2 separate regions of the Mus musculus genome follow, and region 2 is linked to region 1. The links are chromatin contacts, called in public HiChIP or PLAC-seq maps. All regions are on one chromosome and are shown on one strand. Each heading gives the region's core, a stretch centred on a gene start, on an enhancer-like site or on the middle of the called end of the contact. The rest is flanking DNA. Distances are from core to core; before and after follow the strand shown. Region 1 holds the start of Nsd1 (nuclear receptor-binding SET-domain protein 1). Region 2 overlaps Nsd1 (nuclear receptor-binding SET-domain protein 1).

Region 1 (3,029 bases), core at 369-2,868:
TGTGTCTGACAGGCCCAGCATTTCATGGCATCTGTTGGGTGTGTCGGCTCACACAAGGATGTTGCCCACCCCACCTGTGAAAGTAATAGTCCTGAGAATGTGCACAAAGGGCTTGACCTAGTCCTTAATTCTTTGCAGACTAGTAAAGGGTTAAAGGAACAGACGTGTGTCAAGCGCTCAGTGGTGTCTAATGCATGATACCCGCTCAACAAGGATTTGTTCTCATATGTCTGCAGGTGAGGTGTGCAGGCCCAGAAGAGATTCTTGAGTTATAATCAGTAGAGAAGAGCTAGGTCTACACCCCAGAACCCAATCCTACAGGAAAGCAGCCCCGTCTCACTTGAGGATTCAGTATCCTTCTGAATATAGAAGCTCAGCTCCATAAGCACTCTGGTTGTGTCACTGTGGTAGACAGTTTTATAGTAGGAGGAAGGGAGGACCCCCAGGGGTTACCTAGGGAAGTCTGATATTTCCCTGGGGTCTCAGTCTTGTTTCTGTCAGTAACTAGGTCATCCTGAATGGGGGTGAGGGGGAGGTAGGAGGTTAAGGAGAGGGTCCTGCAGAGCAGTAATGTGCTTACATCAGCTAGTCTCTCTCGGTACCCTTTTTTCCCTGAGGCCACAGGTTGCCTGGCACACTAGCTCCCATTTTGCTTCCCCAGAGCCTGGTGCATTGCCTAGACTGCAGGAAACGGTTGCTGAAGGAAGCAATGAGTTACATTTCAGTATTTGTCAAATATGTCTGTAATTGTTAAGGACAGAGTGTTAGCCTGTTTCAGGATCCTCCCAGATGCCTGTGTCTTGGAGGCCACAGATGAGGAAACAGAGGTTTGGGACTGAAAGATAACTTCTTCAAGGCCCTCCAGTGGCAGTTCCAAGTACCTCAAAATGGCTAGGCACTGGGAAGGGCTGTGGAGTGATTAGCATTGGGGTAACTGCCAGTTAGAAATGACAGGCTCAAATGATTACTTGTGAAAAAGGATCCAGTGAGAGCTTTCCTATTGAATTGCCCGAAGGTGTTAGCAGGAGTTATTCCTTCGTAGAACAAAAGACCGGGTCTCCATGGGAGAGGGCCCCAGTTTTTTTCCGGCTAGTTTTAGCGCAGGGAAAGATGCCAGTCAACTTTGCATCTGGAAACTCCTTTAAACTAACCCGAGGGACCTGAGGTCACAGTAGCCTCTTCACTCTTGCTTCCGCCGGGCACCTTCTCTCAGGAAACCCACTTGCCCTCTTGGCAGGGCCAGGGCTCCAGCATTACTGATGGTATGCTGAAGGCTTAGCTCTGAGCCTCCTTTAATGGACTGTGGGTCTTGGACAGCAAGCAGCTGGAAGCATCCTAAGCCGCTGCTTGCTGGACACAGTCACGAGGTGAAGGGCAGGGAAGGATGGAGTTTGGCCCAACCATTGCAGATCCCCAACCGGTACAGATACTTGGCAGGGGAACGCCAAAAGTGCCTGTTCTCCCAGGTGGGGGTCTAGTTACCAGAGGGCCCTCGGTAAACACTCTACTGGGGCAATAACTATGCACATTTACTAAGCCTCTGGAGGAATGGTGGTCACGTGGCCATCGAGGGCGGCGCCCTCGGCTTTAAAATGAACTCCAAATCACCGAAGGCTTTCTGGAAGAGGCGGGAATTCTCGGGGCCGTCCAATATGGCTTTCTCTCAACAACAAGGATGCGCTTAACGCTCTAGGGACCAAGTCATGCCTGAGGTGAGCTTCTTGCGGTGAAGCAAACCCAGGAAGCAGCAGGGTCCGGGAAGGGAGAAGTGCCTCAGGGGACTGGAGTGGCTGGACCAGGCCTGGTCCAGTCCCTGACCTTCCACTGTCTTTGAGGAATGGACGCGCTACAGCCCTACGAGGTCAGGGCGGCGGGGTCCTGGTGCTAAGTGCGCGCCAGCAGGACCCCGTCCTCCTAACGCAGAGCCTTCCTAGGCCGGGGGTTTGCGCCTTTCATGCTTGGCCAGCCCGTCCAGCCTGTCGGCCGTCCCTGTGCAGTCGCGCAGGGGTCCCGATGCCTGGGCCTCAGGGGCGAAGCGCGCTCGAGAGGGCCATCTGCCTGGGTGTGGAGAACTGCAGCGTCCGCGGTGCGAGGCGCTGCCCCTCCCGGCCCCCGGCCCCGCGCGCCCGCACCTCTCCAAGGCCGCCAGCGCCCGCAGCCCCGGGGCCGCCGTGCCAGGCCCAGACCCAGACCCACACTAGGCGCTGGAGGCGGTGCAGGGATTAGTGGACCCCTCCCCCCGAGCTCCCCTCGCCCCGCCCGGGGCAGCGAAGACCCCTGGGCCCGAGGGTGACCGAGGAGCTTCGTCCCCGCGGGGTCTGGACCGGGGGCTCGGCCTCGCTGGGCGGGGGCTGCACGGCGACAGGCCGAGGTGCGGGCGCGCCGTTAGGCTGTGTCCCAGAGGCCGGGGTGTGGGGCGTGGGCTCAGGGCTGCGGGGTCTCTCGGCCTCAGGCCCGGGTTGAGGCCACGGTCCTGCGGCCAGTACCCCGGGGCGGGTCACCCGACCCTGCTCCCCGGAGCCGCTCACCCCGCACGGCCCGGCCTGGGGAGGGAGAGGGAAGGGAAGGGGTGGTGGGTGAGGGGCCGTGGGGACCGCAGGGCCGAGTCCCCGGCCCGCCCGCACGCGCTGCTCCAGGGCGGCTGCCCCAGGCTCCCGGGAGGAGCCAATCCCCTGCCTCGCGGGCGTCGAGCCTGCGGCCGAAAGGGAGTCCCAGGGCTGTAGAGGCTTGGCTCGGGGAGGCAGACCCGAGCTGCTGCTGCCTCCATTTTGTTTCCTGTTCAGCTTGGTCTGTAGTGGTGGTGGTGGTGTGGGTTTGGGGTGCGGCTGGGCAAGGGGGTTCCCCTGCGGCCACGTCTGCTCGGGGCCTGGGGCCTCGAAGACCCCCATGCCAAACCCCCCAGGTGAGCCCTACAGCGAGACGGGGGTAGCCTCGGCCTCGGGTCGAAACCAGCGGGGCTGAGGGCAGGTGCCCAGTGGATGGGGAGCCCGGGCTGGAACCTAAGATGGAGGCCGGGGCTGACGCGGGCC
Region 2 (3,161 bases), core at 210-2,709, 38 kb after region 1:
GCAGACCATTTAATGGGTTCTACCAAGACAATGGAGCCTGAAACTGCTGAGTTGTCTCAGGTCAATCTTTCTGATCTTAAAATTAGTAGTCCTATTCCCAAACCCCAACCAGAATTTAGGAATGATGGTCTCACTACAAAATTCAGCGCGCCACCAGGCATTCGTAATGAAAATCCACTGACAAAGGGTGGGCTTGCAAATCAAACTCTATTACCTCTGAAATGCAGACAGCCCAAGTTTCGTAGTATAAAATGCAAGCATAAAGAAAGCCCAGCTGTTGCAGAAACCTCAGCTACAAGTGAGGACCTCAGTTTGAAATGCTGTTCTTCTGATACCAATGGCTCTCCTTTGGCCAATATATCCAAAAGTGGGAAAGGAGAGGGGCTAAAACTACTGAACAATATGCATGAGAAAACCAGAGATTCTAGTGACATAGAAACAGCAGTGGTGAAGCACGTTCTTTCGGAACTGAAGGAGCTCTCGTACAGATCATTAAGTGAAGACGTAAGTGATTCTGGAACGGCAAAGGCATCAAAGCCATTACTGTTTTCTTCTGCTTCTAGTCAGAATCATATACCAATTGAACCAGATTACAAGTTTAGCACATTGCTGATGATGCTGAAGGATATGCATGACAGTAAGACAAAGGAGCAGCGGTTAATGACTGCTCAAAATCTGGCTTCCTACAGGACTCCAGATCGTGGGGACTGTTCTTCTGGTAGCCCTGTAGGGACATCAAAAGTTTTGGTGTTAGGAAGCTCCACACCCAATTCTGAAAAGCCTGGAGATAGCACTCAGGACTCAGTTCACCAGAGTCCTGGTGGGGGTGACTCTGCCTTGTCTGGAGAGTTGTCTTCTTCCCTGTCCAGCTTAGCTTCTGACAAAAGAGAGCTCCCTGCTTGTGGTAAAATTCGCTCTAACTGTATCCCAAGGCGCAACTGTGGCCGAGCAAAGCCATCATCCAAGTTGAGAGAAACCATTTCAGCCCAGATGGTAAAACCTTCAGTAAACCCAAAAGCCTTAAAGACTGAGCGGAAGAGAAAGTTCAGCCGACTTCCAGCTGTGACACTTGCTGCTAACAGACTGGGAAACAAAGAAAGTGGATCAGTGAATGGCCCATCCAGGGGTGGGGCTGAAGATCCTGGTAAAGAAGAGCCTCTGCAACAAATGGACCTTTTAAGAAATGAAGACACACATTTTTCAGATGTACATTTTGATAGCAAGGCTAAACAATCGGACCCTGATAAAAATCTTGAAAAAGAACCTTCTTTTGAGAACAGAAAAGGCCCAGAGTTGGGCTCTGAAATGAACACTGAGAATGATGAACTCCATGGTGTTAATCAGGTGGTGCCTAAAAAGCGGTGGCAGCGATTAAACCAAAGGCGCCCTAAGCCCGGAAAGCGTGCTAACAGATTTAGGGAGAAAGAAAACTCGGAGGGTGCTTTTGGAGTCTTACTTCCTGCTGACGCTGTGCAGAAGGCCCGGGAAGACTACTTAGAACAAAGAGCTCCTCCTACAAGTAAACCTGAGGACTCAGCAGCAGATCCCAATCATGGCAGCCACTCTGAATCGGTTGCGCCTCGGCTGAATGTTTGTGAGAAGTCCAGTGTTGGCATGGGTGATGTAGAAAAGGAGACAGGAATTCCCAGTTTGATGCCACAGACCAAGCTCCCTGAGCCAGGTAAAAACTTTTATCTGGTAAAAAGTGAAGAGAATTTGTTGATGTTTTTTTTTTTTTCTGACAAAGTTGCTCATTTGAAGACCCTGGGTCTGTCTGTTGTAATGGAATATGTGTTACAAACTTGGAGTCAGAGTTACCACTTGACTAAGAAGACTAATATTTAAATGTGGGATATCTGTATTTTATAAACTTTTTAGTTTTATTTTAGCTATTGGGGATTGAGTTTAAGACCTCAGTGGATGTCTGGCAGCACACTGCTACTGAGTTACCTGTGTTACTTTCTTATTAGCTCTTTTTTTTCCTTTTTGTAAATCCCGATAATTTTTTCTCCTTTCCAGTTTCTTATCTTACAAAGTTAACTGACATTTTGGGATTGAGGAGGCTGTAGGCCTAAAAACTTAAGTGTAGTCATTAGTGTACTAGTAGTAAAAAGACTGGAAACTAGGTTTCCTCTGACCACAACTTAAAAGGATGCACATTTTTCTATAGGTAAGAGAGATGTGCTAAGTAATGCTATGCCACAGTTACCTTCTCACTGTGCTTTGAGAGTGTGTCTCTGTTGTCTTGGCTTAGCTGTCTTGGATTTTTCTTTTCTTTTTGATGGGGAGAAGGTCAGAGTCTCCTGTGATGCTGTTTTACTGTCTTTGCTCTTGATCCTTTTTTGTTAGGGGTCACAGCCAAGAAGCTGCCGTCCACCCCAATGTGCTTAACTGTTTGAGGTCTCGTATCTGCTTGTTTTGTTGTTAATTTTTTTGTATGGTGAAAGGCAAAGGCCCTGAATTCTTTTGATGTGGATATACAGCTCTCCCAAAATAGTTTGTTGAAGAAACTATACTTTTTCCATTGCTGTCATCCTGCTTCAGCTTTCTGAGTGCTGGGATTCTAGCTGCAAGATGTAACATGCCCAGCTTCCGAAGTCTGAGGAAGTTGAGCTGCGTGGTCAGTGCATCAGCAAACTGTAGGCTTCATGGACTTTGTGCTTTCCCATTTGATCTTTAGTGTTTTCAGTTACGTGTGTTTCAGTGTATGCATGAACTACAGTTAGAGGTCAGTGTGAGCCACCTGATGTGGGTGCTGGGAATCAAACTTGGGTCCTCTGGAAGAGCTCTTTCTTTCTTTTTTATTTATTTTTTATTTTTTTTAGTCTTATTATTATACATAAGTACATTGTAGCTGACTTCAGACGCACCAGAAGAGGGCATCAGATCTCATTATGGGTGGTTGTGAGCCACCATGTGGTTGCTGGGAATTGAACTCAGGACCTTCGGAGAAGCAGTCAGTGCTCTCTTACCCTCTGAGCCATCTTGCCAGCCCCGGAAGAGCGCTTTCTTAACTGCTGAGTCATCTTCCCTTTGTTTTTTGGTTTCTCTGTAGCCTTGACTGTTGGAGGAGAACTAGCTCTGCAGACCTGGCTGTCTCAGCCTCTGAGTACTGGCACAAGCTCAACTTTGTTTGGATTTTTAAAAAAAAAGATTCATAT

The links. HiChIP or PLAC-seq counts read pairs in DNA pulled down with a chosen protein or histone mark.
Region 2: an H3K27ac HiChIP or PLAC-seq map of embryonic stem cells shows a contact between it and region 1, with 68 read pairs. The contact joins the enhancer-like site here to the promoter of Nsd1 in region 1. A contact is called at or near these places in 10 of 39 promoter capture datasets (the 3T3-L1 cell line, 3T3-L1-derived adipocytes, the C10 cell line and 4 more), 1 of 15 datasets of contacts at CTCF or cohesin (CD8 T cells), 13 of 484 Hi-C or Micro-C datasets (CD4 T cells, Th1 cells, bone marrow-derived DN3 thymocytes and 5 more), 17 of 115 datasets of contacts at active chromatin or transcription factors (the SCID.adh cell line, bone marrow-derived macrophages, craniofacial prominence and 9 more) and 3 of 9 other capture datasets (adipose tissue, liver and pancreatic islet).

What each region holds. Positions count from the first base shown.
Region 1 is chr13:55,208,164-55,211,192 of GRCm38.p6, forward strand. Nsd1 (nuclear receptor-binding SET-domain protein 1) reads left to right here and starts at 1,619. Exons shown (of 23, transcript NM_008739.3): 1 at 1,619-1,712.
Region 2 is chr13:55,246,397-55,249,557 of GRCm38.p6, forward strand. Nsd1 (nuclear receptor-binding SET-domain protein 1) reads left to right here. Exons shown (of 23, transcript NM_008739.3): 5 at 1-1,681. Among named protein-coding and RNA genes, the nearest start is that of Nsd1, 38 kb to the left of the region's middle. Within about 2 kb of position 1,460, at least 19 of the 459 cell types and tissues checked have an H3K27ac peak or open chromatin away from gene starts, as enhancers often do. A contact at or near this core is called in embryonic stem cells and stem cell-derived epiblast-like cells, where this site is marked.